Linked DNA regions of Danio rerio: region 2 is linked to region 1. The links are chromatin contacts, called in public Hi-C maps. All regions are on one chromosome and are shown on one strand. The core of a region is the stretch at or near the end of the contact, and the rest is flanking DNA. Distances in the headings are between cores, read along the strand shown. Region 1 overlaps slc44a5a (solute carrier family 44 member 5a). Region 2 holds the start of slc44a5a (solute carrier family 44 member 5a).

What was found. Hi-C and Micro-C count contacts between places; a contact is called where the count stands out from the background.
Region 2: a contact with region 1 is called in a Hi-C map of an unstated tissue, with 9 times the contacts expected there. The contact joins the promoter of slc44a5a here to the enhancer-like site in region 1. A contact is called at or near these places in 3 of 18 Hi-C or Micro-C datasets (caudal fin, hematopoietic stem cells and an unstated tissue) and 1 of 4 datasets of contacts at active chromatin or transcription factors (caudal fin).

Annotation. Positions count from the first base shown.
Region 1 is chr2:11,683,140-11,688,051 of GRCz12tu, reverse strand. slc44a5a (solute carrier family 44 member 5a) reads left to right here. Exons shown (of 22, transcript NM_001423791.1): 4 at 1,688-1,772; 5 at 2,528-2,612; 6 at 2,699-2,827. All of the region lies in intron 1 of LOC137487670, which reads left to right. Among named protein-coding and RNA genes, the nearest start is that of lhx8a, 53 kb to the right of the region's middle. Within about 2 kb of position 2,156, at least 3 of the 62 cell types and tissues checked have an H3K27ac peak or open chromatin away from gene starts, as enhancers often do.
Region 2 is chr2:11,892,726-11,897,891 of GRCz12tu, reverse strand. slc44a5a (solute carrier family 44 member 5a) reads left to right here and starts at 1,718. Exons shown (of 22, transcript NM_001423791.1): 1 at 1,718-1,964. The coding sequence starts at 1,928.

The DNA.
Region 1 (4,912 bases), core at 907-3,406:
ATGACAATATTAATTTATTTTTAGTCCTCGTGTATGAGATTTAAGGTTTGCAACTCTGCTAAAGACTGTTCTGAAATGAAAGCGTCAGACTTGATGTCATTCTCTATGGTTTTTGATGATGCGTGAAAATTCGATCTACCTGCTTACACTACAGACACGAGGGCATGGATCCGATTCATATCGAATCAATTTCCACATATAAACAAGGCCTGAATCTGTTTTGAGTAAATTGGAATCCAGTGATTTTTTTTTTCCTGCTTGTACATACATGGGCCACATCCCAATTGTGCAACATGGGAATTGAGTGACTTGAACCATGTAGTGTTAATGCAGCGTAAATGGCCTAGGACCGCAATAAATTACAGATATGCTCACTGAATACAAACCTAAGAGATCATGCAGATCATTAGGATCAAGTAAATTAGAAATTCCAAAAGCAGTGTGAATCGGCTTTCAGCTACTACGCCCTCGCTGCTGTAATCAACTTCCAGAAATGATCAGATAATAGCAACATTGTGCCTAGTTCAGACTGCGTGATTTTAGCCCCGATTTTGGCTCGCCGACAGGTTTTGAGAAATCGCCGACAAATGCCTGAAATCACAGGCAAATCGCTGCTCGTGCACGTGAGTGATAATCACACAGTATGAACTTTCAAAGACGCGATCTGAGAGAATCGCCGATGAGTCGCCGATGCCTTTGAGATATTTGGCATGCTAAATATCTGAAGCTGTCGGCGATTCAAATCATGCCGTGTGAATTGAGTTTTGACTGAAAATAACATCAGCGATCACCCACAGCCAATGAGAGAGCAGCTTTCACTTGTGTGTGCGTGCGTGTTTACCTGCTGCAGGCCAGCGGGAGGCTGGGGGAGAAGTTAAAAGGGATCTTTTTCGGTTTATTTGGACCCACGAAATGGAGGGAAAACTAGTGGAGGTTAGACAGTACTCAGGAGCAACCGTGTCTGTTTGAAGTTTCATACAGAAAGAAATTAGTTTATCATCAACGTTGAGGAGAAATGGCTAATTCCCTTTAAACCCAGGTGAGCAAACATGAACATGTTCTACCCCATTAAAGGCTTCTTTCTCATTATGTATTTAATAACAAAAGATACACTACGTGTTTTTGGCTGTGAGACGTAATTTGGACGAAGTTGTCGGCGATTCTTCCTATAGTAAAGTCATGCAATGTGAAAGTCCCTGTCGCCGATCCATCTTGCAGTGTAAACAAAGCAGCGACGAAATGCAAGCCCAGATAGTCATGCAGTGTGAAAACATCTGTGACACGACTACTTTGAAAATCATGCAGTCTGAACTCGGCATTAGGCACGTTCAAATCAAGACTCTAAACACATCTATTTACCGTAGCTGTGCCTTTATCGAATGAGCACTGTGCTACGTCCAACAGATCACATTATTATGTCTTTCTTTTCTTTTTTTTTAAACCTATTTTTACACATTTTAATCAGTTTTTATCTGTTTTGAATCTTTTTTGTTTGTTTGTTTGTTTGTTTTATTCTTGTTTATGTAAAGCACTTTAAATTACCATTGTGTATGAAATGTGCTATATGAATTAACTTGCCTTGCCCATTGTGTTTTTTTTCGAAAAGGAAATTTGATATTTCATTATACAGAATCAACTCTTTTGGAATCAATTAAATAAATTAAACGAAATCTCCTCTTTGTTCTAGCGTGGATCCACGGCGACCCAAGGAAAGTCATTTACCCCACAGACAGCACGGGTCAGTTCTGTGGCCAGAAGGGAACACCCAATGCGTAAGTGCTACTAGCACCACCAGCCAATCAGCTGCTTTGGGGGGAGGGGCTAGCATATTCCTCATTCCACAAAAACTACACTTGTAAGCCACGCCCTTCTTGTAATTATAATGTTCAGATTATCATCCCTTCCGTTCACTCAAAGTACAAAGCAAAATAATATTAGCCTTCTAAATCTTGGCTTCGCATGCTTTTGTACTGAATTCCTTTTCCTGTGTGAAGTTTTGCGTTGATTGGCAGCATACAACCTTGGGGAAAATAAAGAACTGCTCATTAGCAGAGCTGGGACACACTGATAAGAGTGTTTGTTATGCACAGGCGTAGAAGGAGAGATGTTTGCTCTGTGGTGAATTGGAGGCAATTGGATCTGTGCAGTTCATAATTAGGAGATGCGATGCCCTCAGTGGCTTAGGGGATTATGGGTAGGGGGGGAAATCTGACACAAGCCCTTAATGCTTTGCTCTGACAAAAACTGTTTTATCTATAATGTTATAAACATTTCTCTCAGCGTTTCTGTTATACGGCAGGCTGCTGAAGATGCTAATCGTTTAGTATTGAACCTGGATTGGATGTTTTACAAAGTAGCACGTACAGGAGTTTTATTGCATGATAGCTAAACCGCATGTTTATAGTGGAAAGCTGCTTAAACCTGGATTTCAGTCCTGTATATGTAACCAAATAGCTCTAGTGACACCTACTGGCAAAAACTGTCATTTCACACTGTAATTTACAACAACAAAAAATGTCCTCCACAGAAAGAAAGCCATATTATTCTACTTCAACATACTGAAATGTGCCAGTCCTGCTGTCCTGATAAACCTCCAGTGCCCTACTACTCAGGTAACACGCTTGTTCATTACAAATCCTGGCATTGTTTAGTTCATTTCGCTCTGGGCTTTTGCATAACTAACGCTTTTGTTTTCTAGATGTGTGTCTCCAAGTGCCCGGATCGATTTGCAACGTACACAGATATGCAGCTACTTTATAGATTCAACAAGAGCCACTGGGATTACTATAAACAGTTCTGCAAGCCAGGCTTCAATAACCCCCAAAAGGTAAATTATATAGCCATGCTATGCTAAATAAGTTGTTGTGAACTCAATAAATGCACAATGCATTGAGTTTTTAAAAAACAGAAGCAAATCATTGATATGCAGGAAAGTCATGTGTGTCGGCCTGATTTTGATGCTATCCATTTGAGGTAGGGTGCTGTGGTGATTTGTATTCAACAGTGGCTGTCGGGATACAAGAAGCTGTCATTTTTCATCTTGTAGTGTGCAATAATGTATTACAACTAGCAAATCTGGGATGTTTTACAATGCAGAAAGACTACTATGCTGAAAAAAATGATTCGTTAGATTTACTAAAACATTTTAAAGTAACTGATTGCAATCAATATATCTTCGCTGAATTTAAACAAGTTAAATTTAGTAATGTTCAGCTAAATTTGTTTGTTGGAATCCCGCCCATAAAAAATGTTTGCAGCCAGTTACCTTAAAAAATTTATTTATATAATAATTTTCTTTCAGTTTAGTCCCTCATTTATTCGCCACACCGAAATGAACCTCCAACTTTACACTGTGGATGCCTTTCCAGCTGCAATCCCAGTACTGGGAAACACCTATACACACTCTTTACGGTTTGTCTTTGGAAAACTCAAGCCAACATGGGGAGAACATGCAAACTCCACACAGAAAATGCCCCCCTGGCCGATAACACTTTAGAATAACTATCCGTTACAACTAGTTAATAAATCATTAATAAACGGTTAGTTAATGAGTTATAAATGACTTGTTAAATAATAGTTAATAGTTTGTTAATTATTCATAACTATCAGTTATAACTAGTTATTAATCCATCAATAAACTGCTAGTTAATGAGTTATAAATGAGTTTTTAAATAAAAGTTAACAGTTTGTTAATTATTTATAACTGTGCCTTATAGATAGCCAATAGATAACTTACAAGATGTTAGTTAACCAGTTATAAATGACTTGTTTACCTAGTAAGAAGGAGTTTTAACCACAGGGGTTCGAACTGTCGTTCTGCTGAGTGACTAAAAAGTTATCAGCATGATGGTAAAACACTGTACATTTCTAGTGAAACCATTCTTCTGCAATCTCATACCAAAAACGGAAATAAGGGCAGTATTAATACCTTAAAATATGGGAGAGCATTGATATTATGTGATTATATTGTATTGCAATATGGAACAATTAAATGTTGATGTTAAATCAAAAGTAATTCACAAATACTTTAAAATGATAAAATATGAAATGATAAAACATATGATATAAATTGTACCCAGCTTAAATGTAAAATTAAAGTTACAAGAGGTAAGACAAAAGAGGAGGGAGAGAGAGACAAAGAGAGCAGGCCCAGAAGTTAGCCTGATTGCAGTAGAGTCAGAGGAGGAGAGGAGCAAAACAGGAGACAAGCAGACCAGGAAAAAACAGTCCAGGAAAAAAAGACAGAGCAGAGTTTTACACCTATTTTATATCTTTCTTGACCATCTGACTGAAGCCCAAATGCTGAGACATTCAAACTGTCCAATCAACATGTGATCACATCGTAAAAAACCCAAAGTCCACACATTAAGACCTGATCTTATCAGTATCTGCCTTTGGAGTCAGTATGGACCTTCTTTGGTGAAAGACATGTTTTCCCATATAAACAAATGCATATGTTAATTTAGCCTCTTACAACTGTATTTTAATGATTTAAAACTATACCTGATGAAATAGTAATAGATCATGAACAAGATGTCTGTAAAATACTTACTAAAGACTTGTTAAGTATCAGGTAGGTTATTGGGACGTTATTCTAAAGTTGCAACTATTCTTCATTTACTGTTAGTAAAGAGGAATAGTTGCAACTTTAGAATAACGTCCCAATAACATACATAAGCTGCAACTAACACTTAACTAATATATTAACTAACACTTTACAGATCAGTTGTTTATAGTTTAACTATCTACTAAAACCGGTGAAACTTTGTAGAACAGCAAATTGTTCAAGTGACCAAAAGTTCAAGCTACAGAAATTTGATGTGATATTTAAAATATAAAATGTTTGTACCTTAACCATGTTCCACTCATAGGCTTAGCTGTGTGCTTTATTTTACCAAAGAAACTCTGCAGA
Region 2 (5,166 bases), core at 469-2,968, 210 kb before region 1:
AAAGAAAATAACCCCTATACCATTACACCTCTCTCTCAATTAAATACAATAATTGCTTTATTGGCATGACAAATGTTACAAATGCATTGCCAAAGCAGTTCTAAAGTTTACATAAAAATAAGAGAACATACAAATGTAATAAAAACACAGTAAACAGTAGTAGTAGTAAAAAAAAAAAAAAAAAAAAAAAAAAATATATATATATATATATATATATATATATATATATATATATATATATATATATATATATATATATATATATATATAAACATTATATTATTATTCAGTATATCATATTATTCAATATCATTCATTAATTTTTTTTTTTTTTTTTGGCTTAGTCCCTTATTAATCCGGGGTCGCCACAGTGGAATGAACCGGCAGCTTATCCAGCACATTATTATGTAGCGGACGCCCTTCCAGCCACAACCCATCTCAGGGAAACATCCATACACACACACACACTCATTCACACACACAGTCATACACTATGGACAATTTAGCCTACCCAGTTCACCTGTACCACATATCTTTGGACTGTGGGGGAAATCGGAACACCCAGAGGAAAACCCAAACAGGGAGAACATGCAAACTCCACACAGAAACGCCAGCTGACCCTGCCGAGGCTCGAACCAACGACCCAGTGACCTTCTTGTTGTGAGGTGACAGCACTACCTACTCCGCCACTGCATTGCCATTATTCAATATATCACATTATTATTCAATATATCATATCATTCATATCATATTATTAAGTCTCTTATTCATTCTCATTCTCGCTCTCTTTCTCTCTCTCTCTCATATATATATATATGCATCTTGATGATTTATGTGCAATTGTTATAATTAGAAATACAAGATCTATTTACAAATAAGTGGCTTCATAATAAATGGCTTCTATGATAAGTGGCCATACAAACAAATGTATATATAAATTCTGACTTAAAGTTTCTTTAAATATTTCTCAACTTTTGCTAAAAAAAAACTTAAAGTCAAGATTTGTCAGGGGAATTAATAAATTCAGACTTGGCTGTATATAAGTGTACGGTTTGTAGGCTATTATTTACTTTATTTTCTCAGAGATGTTTTGCGGCTGGAAGGGCATCCGCTGCGTAAAAACGTGCTGGATAAGTTGGTGGTTCATTCCGCTTTGGTGACCCCGGATTAATAAAGAGACTAAGCCGAAAAGAAAATGAAAAAATGAATGAATTATTTACTTTATTTTCCTCTTATTTTTTTCCTCTTGTGTTGATATGCAGGATACCCTGAGCTCCTGCATGTAAAGCACACACACAAAACACAAATTCCTTTTGTGTTTGATCACACTTTGCGAATAAATCTCATTCTGAGTCTGAAGAGACAAAAATGAATGATGCAGTGTAGAATATTGCCACTAGTCGTCGCTAAAGCTACGCGTTTGAGACAGTCATAAGATCTGCACGGACAGCTTCATTTATTCAGTATAAACTCTATGTATAATGTGACAGATAACAGTAAAATTGTATGCAGCCTTATATAACATAATAATTGTAAAATAATAAATAAAAAATCATATATATATATATATATATATATATATATATATATATATATATATATATATATATATATATATAGTTAAATTTAAGTCCAATTATTCAATAAGAATATAACTCTGCAGACTGCTTGTGCTGGCTGGGTTGGCTAGATAATGGATATACATCCTGTACACCTTTGTTCAGATCCAGCACTTGCAGTGATGCTGGAGCTAGTTCACTGCTTCACTACACTGACAGTCTGACGCTCCGCACGTTTGATGACGCTCCGCTGTAAACATCACTGACGCGCGAGTCGCGTGAGGGAATCTATTAAACTTGGAATTTGGCGAGCGACACTGTTCTTCAAACCAACCTGCGCCTGCAAACCCTACAAAACCCACGCTGAGATGGCAAGAAAATCCCAAGTCCCGTCTGCGTATTATGGTAAGTTGCTCTTCATAGCGTACTTGATGTAGCCTACTGTACATCCTTTTGCGGTGTTAGTTTTTCCCTCTCTCTTTCTCGCAACTTATAACATCGATGTTAAACGGAAGATATGCCGCAGAAGTGGTCGTTCTCATCTGTCACATGCTGGAATTAAAGTTCAAAATGGATATTTGTGTTCAGACGTGGAAAAATGTTGCCCTTGAGAATTATTGTGTGGTTTGTGAATATTCGGTTTAAATATTAAGGGTAGCCACAGTTGCGCAAACTATGATGTGATCAGTGTTTGATTAGTTGTATGGTTCGTGTTTTTTATTATTATATATTAACGTATCTATGGTTATTGGTTGCCGTGGTTTGTTTACATTGCTGAAATAGAGGAGGCAGCAACTTTGTGTTGCCAAGGGCATCATGTGGTGAGCTGGCTTTCAGCAAATCAATGAAGAACAGTGGAGACCACAGTAGCCTATCACCTCAGACCTGAAGATATTGAATTAAAACAACAGTTCACAAATTGAAGTTTGATAAGAAGTGTGGGTTTATAAGCGGCTTTGACATGCATTGTAAAAAGTGTTTGCATTCTTTCACTGTTGAAATTAAGATACAACTTTGTGTTTTTATTTGTTTGTCAGAAGGTATTTTTTTAAAAATGAGCATCTTCTGCAGTTTTAGTTCAAAGTTTTAGTTTAGTTATATGTTTGAAATATACTTTGTGTGTTCAAATCATTGTTTTTGCTGGTATTACAGAGTAAAATAAGACATACTTGAGAAATCAATTGTTATATTAAATATTTAATTTTAGCAGAAAATTCTGCAAGGGTTGCATGGATCCAGAATATGAACCAGGACAACAATACATTTGTACATTATCTGAAAGTTAAATAAATAAGCTTTTTACCAATGTATAATTTGTTAGAATAGGGAAATATTTGAAGTTTAAAGATCTATAATTTAAAAAATCTAAATATTGAAAAAGTTGTACAAATTAAGTTCATAGCAATGTGTATTACTAATCAAGCTTTGATCTGTTTACAGTAGAAAATGGACAAAATGTGTTCATGGAGCTTGATTTTTTGTATTCTAATAATTTTTGGGATAAAAGAAAAAACATGCATACATTTACATCCTAAGATGGCTACAGGGTCAAAAATATGATAATGCATATGCAAAAAACAATGTATATTGTCTTTTGCTTAAAAATCTTTATCACATTAGTAATTGGCCTAAATATTAGTTGTTAAATATTTAGTTTATATTGAGTTACATTATGTACATTTTAAATAAAATTAAAATATGTTGTAATACTTTTTTTATTATTCATTAATGCAATTTTTTTTTCATTATAATGTAATGTGTATATATTTATTTGATTTAATATAAATGTTTGTAAGGTTTTATGTCATTTATTTATTATATACAGCTGAAGTCAGATTTATTAACCCTCCTGAATTAGCTTCTTTGTATTTTTTCCCCATTTTTTGTTTAACAGAGAGACAATTATTTCAACACATTTCTAAACATAATCACTTAAATAACTCATTTTAAATAACTGATATCATTTATCTTTTATGATGACAGTACATAATATTTTGCTAGATGTTATTTAAGATACCTGTATTCAGATTAAAGTGACATTTAAAGGCTTTATTAGGTTTTTATTAGGCTTTATTGGTTTGTTGTACAATCAAAAATGTAATTTCTGTCTTCATGTAATGTATATGCGACCGCAAAATAACACGTGACGTGAGCTGACCGTCAGCTGTTACTTTTCAATTCAATTCAGCTTTATTTGTATAGCACTTTTACAATGTAGATTGTGAAAATATTGCTTGAAGGGACTATTATTATTGGCCATAAAAATGAAAAAATACATTGAATAAAAAAAAAAATTTATTAAACTTTATTTCAGCCAAAATTAAACAAATAATACTTTCTCCAGAAGAAAAAAAATATTATAGGAAATACTGTAAAAAATTAAATAAAGGAATATTTTGAAATATTTGAAAAAAATTAAATAAAATTCACTGGAGGGCAAATAATTTTGGCTTCAACTGTATTTCCTGAAATGTCATGGTTATATCAATAAAAATTTAACTGTGATTGGCTGATTTACATGTCAGCTAGCCATCTCTGAAAGCTAAAGGAATCCAGTACTGTCATTTTATATTTACACAGTAAAATATTTTGAGAGTACTTCTCCAATAACCAGCTGTTTTAGAAATAATATATGGACATATGACATGGATTGAACCAGATATTGGTAAAAACCCAAACAATACAAACATAAAAAAATAACAAATCAAAACAATGAAATGGCACAAGGAGAAAGTACTAAACTACTGAGATGTATTTACCACTTTATATATAAGTTTTTTTTTTTTTTTATGATGGCAGCTAAAAGACACCTCTCATATGAAGAATGAAGTCAAATGCATTGCTCTGGTGTGAATTGTTGTCACATAATTCAACAGAGTGTACAAATCTTGATGGTTCTGTGGGGCTCATCTATTAAATCTGAGCTTTATTTTGCATTTTCTATTGGATTCTAGTATGTATTATTCAACAGCTTGATTTACTTTCTCTGAAAGCATTTGATAATTTCTTTGGCTGTGTTTTTGGATCATTGTCCTGCTAAAACCTTCACCATCATCCTGGTATTGTAGATGTTGGACTGAAGCAGCTTATATTAATTTACAACGATGAATCTCTCTGATCTTCTTCACTGGTAGACTCCCCGGCACTCACTGAGATCTTCTGCAGCTGACCTGTTGTCAGTTCCAAATTTTGAGATGAAATCATTTGGTGGGGTGGCAGAGCTTTTAGCTGCATAGAACCACAGTTGTGGAATTCCCTGCGGTTAGATATTCTTCAGGTGGACTCTATCTCCAAATTTAAATCCCACGTTAAAACCTTTCTGTTCAGGATTGCTTTTAATGATTTTCTGGAATAATACTATGTTTTATTGCTCTTCTGTCTTGTTTTTATAATGTGCCTGTGGCATACTGTTAGGCACAGGTGTCAAACTCAGTTCCAAAAGGGCCGCAGCTCTGCACAGTTTAGTTCCAACCCTAATTAAACACACCTGATCAAACTAATTGAGTCCTTCAGGCTTGTTTGAAACCTACAGGTAAGTGTGTTGGAGCTGGGTTGGAACTAAACTATGCAGGGCTTCGGCCCTCCAGGAATTGAGTTTGACACCCCT